2 separate regions of the Aedes albopictus genome follow, and region 2 is linked to region 1. A link is a contact called in public Hi-C data. All regions are on one chromosome and are shown on one strand. The core of a region is the stretch at or near the end of the contact, and the rest is flanking DNA. Distances in the headings are between cores, read along the strand shown.

What was found. Hi-C and Micro-C count contacts between places; a contact is called where the count stands out from the background.
Region 2: a Hi-C map of whole body shows a contact between it and region 1, with 4 times the contacts expected there. The contact joins the promoter of LOC109421253 here to the promoter of LOC109421255 in region 1. A contact is called at or near these places in 3 of 3 Hi-C or Micro-C datasets (embryo, whole body and whole pupa).

The regions. Positions count from the first base shown.
Region 1 is chr2:39,062,754-39,066,239 of AalbF5, forward strand. It overlaps LOC109421255, which reads right to left and starts at 2,016. Exons shown (of 2, transcript XM_019695740.3): 1 at 1,876-2,016; 2 at 1-1,418. The coding sequence starts at 1,887. The coding sequence ends at 354. The region is part of intron 9 of LOC109421171 (angiotensin-converting enzyme); the gene reads left to right.
Region 2 is chr2:39,287,499-39,290,486 of AalbF5, forward strand. It overlaps LOC109421253 (MAGE-like protein 2), which reads right to left and starts at 1,602. Exons shown (of 3, transcript XM_029854512.2): 1 at 1,258-1,602; 2 at 135-1,034. The coding sequence starts at 1,296. The region is part of intron 9 of LOC109421171 (angiotensin-converting enzyme); the gene reads left to right.

The sequences.
Region 1 (3,486 bases), core at 766-3,265:
GTTTGCGATCATTACTTTCCGGTCGTAGGTTGGTGTAAATCTCAATCTTGAATTAGTTGATGGATTTTTGTCGGTGAGTATTTCGGCCCGGGGGCAACTCTGGAAAAGCAAGTTGCTGGCACAGGCGCTTATAATGGTAACTTAGTAAATATCACGAACGTTTGAACGCATTTGTTTGGGTTCATTGAAATTCACATCATTCTTACGGTCTCGAATACGAATGAGGGTTAGTTTCTTTGGGGGTTTTGTTTTTTTTTTCGCTTGGATGGGAATGGGGTTAGTAAGTAAGGAACTGGGAGGTAACTATTTTCGATTAAGTAAATGGGGGTTTTATCACAATGTTCGTTTCTTTTTTAGTGTTCATGGTGGAAATCGTGGTGATCATCGAAGTGGTGGTATTCTTCGTGATGATGTTCCTCATGATGGACTGGAACATGGACTGGTATCTTGACTGGGTATGGGACTGGTTTCTCGACAGTGTAAGGGACGTGCTTCTCGACAGTGTATGGGACTGGGCGTTCAACCGGGACTTTGACTGGGTATGGGACGTGCTTCTCTACTGGGTATGGGATGTGTTTGACAACTGGGTAGGGTTGTGGGACTGGGACCTTGACTGGCACTGGCACTGGCTTTTCAACATGCACTGGGACTGGGCGGTCGACTGGGACATGGACTGGATATGGGACCTTCTTGATGACTGGGTATGGGACTGGTTTCTCAACTGGGACTGGGACAGGCTTGGACACATGAACTGGGACTGGGCGATCATATGGGACATGGACTGGGTAGTGCACGACCTTCTCAACTGGGTATGGCTTTTCAACATGGACTGGGACCTTGACCGGGACCAGGACCTTCTTCTCAACTGGGTATGGGGCTGGGACGTGGACCTTAACTGGAACATGGACCTTCTTCTCTACTGGGTATGGAGCTGGCACGTAGACTTTGACTGGGACTGGTCGGTCAACTGGAACATGGACTGGGTATGGGACCTTCTTCTCAACGGGGTAGGGAGCTGGCACGTGGTATGGGACCTTGACGATCTCCTTGACTGGGTAGTGGACAGTCTTGTACACTGGATAAGGCTTGGGCACTCCGACCTTCACGGGCACTGGGATGTGCTTCTCCACTGGAACTGGAATGTGCTTCTCCACTGGGTATGGGACTGGGACCTTCTTGACGACGGTCAGAGTCTTCTCGTGATGTGGTTGCAGATCAATGTGGTGATGATGGTCGTGGTGCTCGAATTCGTGTCCACCAAAGTCATGTCCACCAAAGTCATGTCCACCAAAATCATGGTCGAAGAGGCCACGTTTTTCCTGTTTCTTTTCAGCCTGCTCGACTGGTTTCACTTCTTCGGCCTTCTTGTCCTCGGCCGCAGAACTTAAAACCAACAGCGTGGCTAACCCTAACAACACCTGAAACGAAACCCGCCCGAAAACAAAGAACTCATTAAAATTCATGAACCACTATCAAAAAACAATCACTAAATTATCTCGGAAGTCGAACACCCGCCAGTAAGTCCTTGGAAATTCTTTTCACTCGATCACAAACACCCAGACTAATTCTTCTTGTTTCACAACAAAAGCGAAAGTTCAACTGCTAATTAGCATTACACGTTGCCAAACAAGTTCCACTGGATTGAAATGCAAATGCTTTCCTTCTCGACCAGATCGACTGAAACTAGTTCAGCTCTTGGCACAATCTTGCATCATCATCACTTCTCGTTAATCCACTCAGCAATATCCACACAGTCCATTTTGCCACCAAAGTCCATAACACTTCCAACACTTCTAACACTTCACCGAGAACATATTCTCGAGCAACCCCAGCTGCCGAACAGCAGAACACTCAGAATCCACCCAAAGCACGTACCAAAGTTTTCATTGTGATGCTCCTACTAGTTTGTTGGTTGGTGAACTGGGAAGACCAGAGTCCGAAAAGGTACTGGATACTGATCGGTAGCACGCCAGGGTCTTTTATACAGAAAGATATTTTCCCCCGTATCGATCTGAGTCTCTGAAGGCTTTTGGCGCGCGCGCGCGAACCGAATCGAAAGGGGTGAGATTGGGACACTTTTTCCACGGACCGGCGAGAACGAGAGCGATCAACTCCTCGGAGAGTGAGCGTGAGTCGCCTCTCGTGGGAGATAGGGTTGGAAAAGCGCCTGGTGGGTTCTCTCCGAGAAGGGGGTTGTGAGTTTTCCCTTGATCATCGTGTGAGAAGCACGTGCGCGCGGCGTTCCTCAAGTGAGAGCGAGAGTGTGGAACCGGCTTGGGGGCACCAGAACACGGTTTGGCTTACTTTTTCAGTGACCCATTGATGGTACGCTCGGGAGGTCGTGTGTTGCGTACGTACGTGAAGGGGGCCGAGCTGCTCTAGGCAAAAGAAACTCGCTTTGGATCGATTGCAAACAAACAGAGCTGTAATTGGGCTAGTCGGTAATGTTTTGGTTTAGTGTACGGCCACTTGCTTGGGGTCAATGTGCACTACTTTGTAGGGTGATTAGACGGTTTGCTGGGGAACCGGTTCAAGAATGTTTCCTGTGTTTTTATTGTTTTTTTTTTTTTTTTATTTTGGTAATACATATTCACATTTTCTGAACAATTATAAACTTCTAAAGCAGACGGAATTTCGAGAAAAAACTGTTTTGGATACCACATACACCAAATCATGAACACTTTTCAATACAAGCTTTTTTTTGTGTAAAATTGTTTGAAGACGGTTTGCATCAATGTTTCCGTAAATACCACTGTAATTTGTTTGTTTTTCACCTATTCGTTCATTTGGAAGGCTCACATGGGAATAGCAGATACGTTTTTGTTTTTACGTAGTTGATTTTTTTCAAATTTTTACTGCCTTATCACTATGTTAGATATGGGATCCGAAGTACTCGCGGCTGTTTCGAGGTTAGAGATAACATATATTAAAAATTGAAAAGGAGAAATTAGGGGGTCTTAAACTAAATTGTTTACCAACGTATACTATACACATTGATGGGACAAATTGTCCTGATCTGTAACGAACCCAAAAAGAAAGTATTTTATCGGTAGACAACGACAAAAAGAGAGCAAACGGAAGGGGAACGATGACAGACAAGGGCGAACAACAAAACCAAATGACGTACAACGAAAACAACAAAGGACGTATAGTCAGGTTCTTGACGCGGGGGATACCTACCGCTTAAAAAAATAAGACGATGAAAAAAAATGTATGGAGTTTTAATTTACGCTGCCGCATAAAAAATACCTGATTGTGATAAAACTGGATGTATTTCCTCATTTTTTGTTTCATTTTTTAAATATTTTCATTAGATAGCGAAGCAATATTTTCAAAATCGGTTTCCATACACAATTAGAGAAAGGATCAAGATATCTTCTGAAGTTTTTTTCTTAGAAAATGTTTTTTTTTTCTAAAATCATTATTTTTTAATTTTGTTAGAAAACGGTTTTTGTAAAAACGAAACAAATATTGAATATTTAATGA
Region 2 (2,988 bases), core at 352-2,851, 220 kb after region 1:
CGGTAGCGCGAGATCCCAAATTTATATTATTTGTAGGATCGCTAATGACACAGTGACCCTAAACACAAATCCCTTTTTAAACCCAAGTGGATTCACTTTAATCAATTGAAATAAAACCAGGTTCAAATACTCACGTGCTTCTCGACGTAGTAGGGCTGCGGAACCGGGACCTTAACTGGGTAGGGGACTGGTTTTTCAACCGGGACTGGGTAAGGACGGTCAACTGGGACCTGCACCGGGACTGGGACAGGCTTCTCCACGGTGTATGGAACGGGCTTCTCCACTGGCACTGGGTATGGGGCAGGGACATGGACTGGGTAGGGACGGTCAACCGGAACCTTAACTTCCACTGGGACCTTCCGCTCGACGGTGTACGGCACTGGCACTGGCACTTCAACCTTCACGGGCACTGGGACATGCTTGGTCACTTCGTACGGCTGGGGAACTGGAACCTTGACCGGGACTGGGACGTGTTTCTCGACGGTGTAAGGTTGAGGTACCAGCACCTTGACGGGGTACGGACGATCAACTGGAACGTGCACTGGGTATGGGACCTTCTTTTCGACTGGGTACGGAGCTGGCACATGGACTGGGACCTTCACGTATTCCTTGTAGTGCACTGGAACGTGCTTGATAACTTCGTATGGCTGTGGGATTGGTACTTTCACTGGGTATGGGACGTGCTTCTCAACGGTGTAAGGCACATGCTTCTCCACAGTATATGGCACTGGAACTCCCTTAACCAGGGTAACGGTTTTGGTCACATCGGTGTGTCCTCCCAGTAGGAAACTGTGTCCGTGGCCGTATCCATGATAGGCTCCTCCTGCTGCTACAGGAGCAGCATGGTAGGCTCCTCCCAAATGACCATGTCCACCGATGTATCCCACATCCAGACCGTTGATTCCGTACCCGTAGCCCAGATTCAACAAACCACGTTTGTCCAACTTCTTCTCCAATGGCACTGCATTAGCAGCAGATTTCTTTTGATCTGATTCAGCGTTAGCTGAAACCAACAAAAGCGCTGACAGGCATATCTGCAGGAAACGAGAAGAACACAGAACATCAATTAGCACTTCCAACCACTTCCCGGAACACACATGAAGCACATTCTTGTGTCACTCTTTTTCGACAATGTCCATTTTCGTCCATTCCCTCATAAATTCCACCCAATGTCCCTTTTTTGGTCACAATCACTTGGCACAAGAACATCCGCTTCAGAACTAGAACTACACACAACTCTAAGAATTCGCTACTCACAAACAACTTCATTGCGATCCCACTTATAATTGTTCGCATCGATCCCAGACAATGAACTGGATGCTGATTTGTACTAACTTGCCGCTTTTATACTACTTAAAACTTCGAAATCCACTTTCCTTCCATTCTGGGGTGGCTGCATCAGTGCAGGTCCAAAACGTCGTGGGGTGCCCACACTCTTCTAGCTGCGCTGAATGCAAGGTTTGTCTCTTCTCTCCCGACGAAGTCTCCGCGCGCTGCTCTGCTCTCGAAAAGCCGGTAAAAACCACGCGCGTGAGAGACCATCCACACACTTCCACATTTCAATTCAACCCCAATTTCCGTTTGGACCGATCAAAGCAACGCACGATCTCACCGAGCTCTCAAACAAATCCCGCCGAGAGTCGAGATCTCTCTCGCATCCAAATTCTCTCAACTCACCCTCCACCTGGCCACAAGCGCAAGGGTTGGAAAAATCGCGCGACAATTTTCCTCTCCCTTCGAGTCAGAGAGATGCGAAGTCGCTCACTTTTCGACGGCGCGACGGCTAAACTTATCGATCTCACGGTTCGGCGGCGACGGCTGTTTTCTGCACCCACTCTACTCTTTGACACTTCTTCTTCGGCGATACCTACCTACTTCAGATTACCCACGACGAATTGGTTGGTGGTTGCCGCAATAGCAGCTTCTCAGTGGGGCGGTCCTCCCTGCGAGGGGTGCGGTGTTTGTGAGAAAAACAAGATCCACAAACGCTGACTGGGGTCCATTGAATGGGCTGCTGCGCGGCGGCGGTGGCGGCATTTGGTGGTCTGTGATTCACTTTTGTTTGCGGTACAAAGCCGAAAATCGCGCGCGCCGCTCGTGTGTTATACTATTATAACACTACTCGGAGCTGTCTTTGCCGTGTGTAAATATCTACACTTATTATACATTTTATGCATTGAACGGCAGTTGTTGATTCGTTTGTTTTATTTGCTCGGTGTGCGATATTCATGTGCTGCGGCATATATTTTGCAACTCCGGAGGGGCCCTTTTGTGCCGGGTGAACCCTTTAGGAACCTTGATCTCGTTCCGGTGCGCTCGCGCGTTCTCGCGGATATTGTGGGGCAGCTGTTGGGAGTGAAGGCGGTATTGTTTGCTCTGATGCTGTTGAACTTTGGTGTGCATTTCCTCGGTTGTTATGGGCTATATGGTGCGAAAGGGTGGCTTTTAATAAACAATTTGTTTCGAATGTGCGTTACAATGGCTGTTATCAGTGGATCAAGGTTGTACTTCAGTTTTACAAGTTGTTGGAACAAGTGCGCGTGGGCTATAGTGTAGATATGTAAACATCAGTGTAGTTGAAATTTGACTAATTGAAATAAAATAAACATGTTCGTCTCACTTTAAATGGAATTTTTCGGTATCAATTCGTGTGGTCAATCATGATTTCCAAATAGCATATGTGCAAATGGATGAATAATTGGTGAAAATGGGAAAAAAATCCACAGCTCAGGTAAGAGTTGAACTCACAGTCGTTCCGGAAGCGAAACCTGTCACCAGATTCAACAAAAACACACTGGAAATCCTTGCCAAAAAAATTGCCTGGAAATTCGTATTTGCAAGCTGCTGGCATTCATGCCTTACAGTGGCATCGCCTCCTGTACCATTCAAATGTTTGTCGAAATATTGCTTCCACGTTTTCATCGTACATACTCCCGCGTGCACGATGGTTCGCAAAGATAATCCAGTTATTTTTCCTGCACTCCGGAG